2 separate regions of the Triticum aestivum genome follow, and region 2 is linked to region 1. Evidence: chromatin contacts called from public Hi-C data. All regions are on one chromosome and are shown on one strand. The core of a region is the stretch at or near the end of the contact, and the rest is flanking DNA. Distances in the headings are between cores, read along the strand shown.

The links. A called contact is a pair of places that touch in the nucleus more often than the background predicts.
Region 2: a Hi-C map of leaf shows a contact between it and region 1, with 3 times the contacts expected there. The contact joins the promoter of LOC123078916 here to the promoter of LOC123078915 in region 1. A contact is called at or near these places in 3 of 5 Hi-C or Micro-C datasets (all in leaf) and 1 of 1 datasets of contacts at active chromatin or transcription factors (leaf).

The regions. Positions count from the first base shown.
Region 1 is chr3D:363,396,155-363,398,865 of IWGSC CS RefSeq v2.1, forward strand. It overlaps LOC123078915 (AP2/ERF and B3 domain-containing protein Os01g0693400), which reads right to left and starts at 1,339. Exons shown (of 1, transcript XM_044501563.1): 1 at 1-1,339. The coding sequence starts at 1,239. The coding sequence ends at 97.
Region 2 is chr3D:363,526,838-363,529,548 of IWGSC CS RefSeq v2.1, forward strand. It overlaps LOC123078916 (serine/arginine-rich-splicing factor SR34), which reads right to left and starts at 1,385. Exons shown (of 14, transcript XM_044501566.1): 1 at 1,244-1,385; 2 at 290-381; 3 at 1-58. The coding sequence starts at 376.

The DNA.
Region 1 (2,711 bases), core at 89-2,588:
GGGACTAATTAAGCTAAGCTCTACCACCTGAATTACGCGAGCAAAAACCGCCGCCTAGCTGGAGAGAAGAGATCGATCGAGCTAATAGTTCCAACTCTACGCTAGCGCCAGCTCTATGCATTGCTTCTTGAACGCCGCTGTCGGAGGCGGCGACTTCACCAAGTCTCTGGCCCTCTTGCACCCCGGCATCCCCTGCTCCGGCGACGCCGGCGCCGTGAGAAGGTCGACGCCGAAGAGTCTCACGGCCTTCTTCACGGGCACCGCCGGCTGGTCCACGGGGTCTGCGGGGGCAGGGCTGTTGGTGCTCGGCCGCTGCTTGCAGTCTATGAAGAGCTTGCTGTCCTCGCCGGCGGCTGCGCGGTAGAACCCGACGACGTCTCCGGCGCCGAGGCCCTTCTCCTTCACGAAGCGGCTCCAGCCCTTGGTGAGCACGTAGCTCTGGCTGCTGTTCCAGTACGAGTAGCGGAACCGCCACACCTTGCCGGCGGCGTCCTCGAAGTTCAGGAGCAGGCCCTTGCTCTCGCCGCCCGCGGCCGGGAGCTGCAGCGGGAAGTGCTTCTCGGCGTGCTGCTTCGGAATCACCAGCCGGTTCAGCTTGCCCACGTCGCTGGGCGTGACCGTCTTGTCGAACAGGTGCTCGCGCGCGGCGGCCGGCGAGGGGGTCGAGGCGGCGCCGCGTGAGGTGGTGGGCGCGGAGAGCGCGGCCGAGGCGGCGAGGGCGCGCTTGCTCTGGGCGAGCTCGTCGAAGTAGGTGTGCTTGCGCAGCATGTCGACGACCTCGGCCTTGGAGCGCGCGGCGAGGAAGCGGAGCTCGGCGGCGGCGTCGGGGTCGGCGTCCGCGAGCGGGCGGAAGTTGGTGACGGCGTCGCGTCCGCGGAAGCGCTGCGCGGCGACGTCGTAGGCGCGCGCGGCGTCGGCCTCCCCGGCGAACGTGCCGAGCCACACGCGCTGGTGCCGCTCGTAGATCTGCGCGCCCCACCGCCCGTTGGGCTGCGGCACCACGCCCTTGAACCTGGACGACGGCAGCTTCCCCGCCGCCGCGCCGACGGCACCCGCACGGCCGCCAGAGTCGGCCTCGGAGCCCGGCTCGGCCGCGTCGAGCACCGCGCTGGCGCCGCTGCCCATGCGCTCGAGCGGCCCCGCGGCCGCAGCCGCCGCGGCGGCCAGCGCCTTGAGCTTGTCCGTGGAGGCGCCGCCGCCGCTGCTGGTGTCGTCGGCGAGGCAGCTGGTGCTGTCCATTTCAGTAACGGCGCGACACTGGTAGCGCTGCTCCGCTGTGGAGTATGGCTGTCTCTTCTGTTGGTAACTGATGCTATGATGGGTAGTATCAATCGTAGGACGCTGAGGGGAGCGCGCGCGGGGGGATATATAGGAAGGAAGGATCCCAGCGGCAGGGTGGGTGTCGTGTATGGCATGGGTCGTACGGTGCCACTGCCATGCCCATACCATGCTCCGCGTGGCTCTTCCCATGGTTTGCTACCTGTATTTTGTTCTGCTGTTTTTAATTTCAATTTTTTCCCTCGCTTTTCGGTGAATGCAAACCATATAAAAATGCTGCTGCTGCTGTGTTGGACTTTGCCTTGACGTCACCCCCGTGGGCTGAGACATAGATACGTGGTCAGAGCGTGGCTCGCCGATGGGCTGGGTCAGTCAGCTCGTGGGTTGGCTCCCCGCAAAAAAAGAAAGCTCGTGGGTTGGTTAAGGGCTATCTATAGCTAGATGATCAAGGTAGATGGATAGATAGATCGTAGCATGGTCTACGGACGGAAAAGATGGTTCTTGTTGCGGATGATGTGCGCCGGCTAGCTGGCCGCCCCATGGGCGCAGCTGTTTGCCATGTCACGCCTGATACCTTCTCCTTTCTACATGGCTTTGCTTTGGAGTGTCCCTTTTTCCAGATGAGGTTTGTGGCGGAATTATTGTTGCTCACGCAAGTGGATTGGGCTTTACCCGCAAAAAAAAAGTGGATTGGGCTTATGTTATGCGTGTTTTCAGATAGATAGATATGGATGCTGTGTGCTGGCTTGTCGCAGTGTGACATGGACTAGAGAGGAGAGGACCCTATTTCTGGAAGTTTTTGGAGGGCGGCCGGTCATCTACAACCTCACCATCCACAGGAAAATTCTTAGCCCGGGAAGGGAACGGTACAAACAAGAAACTACTCATGCAATTGTCCGTCCATACGTGACAAGGACATGATCCGGATCGACCGGACAGAAAAGTCCAGCACTTGTGGATAGCACATTTGGAACACTCTGTTGGCTTAATCATACAGAAACAACTAGCCAAGTTATTAAGCCGCTGTCTCCGAGATAATGTTTTGTGCTACAACGGTGGTGATAAGTCGGCGCACGGCACGCAAAGCTGCTTAACCGGCCGGCAAGTGGGTTGTAGAGTTTTCCTGGGTGCGCTGTGCTCGATAAATCTGGTCAGATCTGTTCGATATGGCCGAGCCGGTCGTGCAAGTGGGCGGGCTACGAAACAGTAGAGCAATTGCAAATTTGCAACGGCGACGCTCGCTCGCAGTCACGGCTCGGGGAATTCCACGTGCATTGCTTGTACAGCTATGGCATGTACTGTAGCTAAGCGGTGTGGGGGAGGTTGAGTACGTATACCAGTAGTGTATAGACGAGAAGAAATGGAAACCGCGACGTGTATATTTGGTGTTTTTCTCAGCCGGAGACTTTCATCTCTGCGTGTTTTTCACGGTA
Region 2 (2,711 bases), core at 135-2,634, 130 kb after region 1:
AAGCGTAACCAGGAGGCCTTGGAGGAATCTTCAAGTCAATATCGACAATACGGCCATACTGCATAATGATACATAAAATTAAGGCATGAATAAATCTGTTTTAATTCCTTACAATGCGATGTACATGAGCTGCAACCTATATCATACTAGTTTCCTTACTATGTACAAGTTAAACTGAAAAATGGTCAAGAACTTCATCAGTTTGTGCTATAGCCAATTATCTTTACATAATTGCCAAAGCCACAAGAAAAGCTAGTGCAAGAATCATTACACAAAATTGAATATTTACCTTGTAAAAGAGATCCTCAACCTCCCTCTCACGAATGTCCCCAGGGAGATTGCCTACATAAATGGTGCAGCTGTTGCGCCTGCCCATTGTGTCTGCGGTTAAAGAAAATAAAGGTCATACAGCCTATATATGAATATGTAGATGTTCTTTTATGCAAAAGATACTACTAGCTAGAATGGCGCAGATAAACATAGAAGCACAAACTGGTATAGCAATAGAAGAAAATAAAATTGTTAGAAATAGAATAAAATTCTGACAGTTGCCTAAGTAATTGACAGGAAAGAAAGCAGGAAGACAAATTTCATACTCATGTATTTCCAGAATATTATATGTCTACCAGATTTTTCCGATTTAACTACAGAATAGCTAATACAACTGTCAGAATCAGAGTGCGACCTCAGCTTCCGTCGTCTATCTTCTCACTACAGGAATTAGTGCTAGTAAAAACTTCAGAATTGTTCAGCAGACTCTGGACAGTTGCACAGAACACCTTATATACGATATAAACAAAATCTTACATGAGCATGATACCCAAAAGGCCAAAACCGATCTCAATGGTCACCAGTAGGAGGAAAATTTGCCCAATCTTGGTACGCAACTACGCACTACCAAGGTTTTCTCTGCTCGAGAATAAGATTTCACGGTATCTGTAACGTTCTATGGCGTAGATGAGACAAACTGGATACAATCAGCCCCGCATCGCGATTCACGAAAGGGGTAGATTTATCCCGTGCTTGCGGCACAAATCAGAGGTGGAAGGGGGACGAACCGCGAATTTCTAGTCGCGAGAAACCTTGCCACCACCTGTAGAACGACGGGAAAAGTTGCCGACAGATTCGGGCGGGGGCAAGCGCGGCGGAGACGGGAGAAACTGACGGAGAACTCAACTGGGCGGTGGCGATCGAAGAAATCAATCAAGATGGATAAATGTTCCGAGGTTTTCGGCTGAAGTACCTGCGAGGCAGAGAGGTGGGGCCGGCGGGTCGAGAAGCTTCAGGACTCCGCAGGCGACGCCGCGTGGAAATGTCACTACGCCAAAAGGTACGTATTGATTTTCTCAACAACAAAAAGGAGTAAAATTCGTTCACGGTGACTTGTCCGGTGCGCGCAACTTAGTTGGTGATTTCAGAAAGTGGTAAACACGGCTAGATACCTGTAAAAAAACACGGCTAGATTAGGTGTACATGTTCTCCACGTGGCACAATCTGACTCGAGGTACACTACCACCTCAGTGATTAGGGGCCATCAGTGATGCTTCGTGTTTGGTAGCGTGTCATCCACTCCTTTCGTTCGGAATTACTTGCGAGCTCGTTTTCTTTCTTCCTGAGAAAAAAAGGCGATCTTGCGAGGAGTGGTTAGACTTGTGGTGCCGTCCTTTCGCGGTTTCCCTCCGTCGACAACCTCATTGTTGTCAATGATGAGGGTCGTCGGATCCCCGCGCACGGATCGTGCAGCTATTGATTTTAGTGCCCTAGTAGCTCAAGTTTTTGGATTGCTCGACGTTTTGCCTTTGGCAACGCCGATAATGGTGTCGAATAAAGAAGCGCCAGACTGTCCCCGATGAGGCTTTTTACTCTATGGCCGGTGAAGGATTTGGGAATTAGTTTGTTCAAACGGGGATGACGTGGGGGCGGCGACATTCTTGTGGTGGACTTGTGTCCTAGGGTTCCGTCATTGCGATAGTGTTTGCTCTAGCGCTGGCTAGAGTTTGGGAGGTAGTCCAGAAGCAGATGCAGATAGTTGTCTGCGTCGGCGGCATGTGCTGGGTTTTGTGGTTGGTGGCTGACAGGTATGGTTTCCTCCTCCGACGCTTCAGTTGAGCAGGGGTGCCAGATCTGGAGATTAATGGCATGTCCAGGGTGTTTCTCCGTCTAGATTCTTTTAACGTCAATGGTATCGCCTTTAGTAAGCTACTTTGAAGGTCTGAAAAGTTGTATCAACAATGGAGCAGCGTCAAACTCGGGTGAAGAGGTGACCCTTCACATTTTTCTTTGGTGACTATTGTGGTGCCAGAGGCAATCGGCGAGCATTGGAGTCAAGCTCAGGGGATTCTTCGGTCTTGATTGTAATTTTCTTTCTTGGTTGGTGCTCCTTTGTCCAAAGGCTAGCGTTCTGCTATCTTCTCAGTTTTGTCAGGACGGTGTCTACGTGGCTTGCATCTTTTATCTTTATTATACGAATGACATGTTGAAAATATGTTCTAGACACAATAATAAAATGTTATTTATTTCCATGTTCATAATTAAGTTTATGTTTGTGTATTGGTTGTTGAATATGAGATTCGGAGGAAAACCCGATGCATGTGAGGAAACATGAACACCAATATGATCCTTAGTCACGCCTCTAAGACTAGCTCATGTATTGATGATATTGTTGTTTTTCTGATCATGAGCATTATTATTAGATCAAGGATGCTATCAAT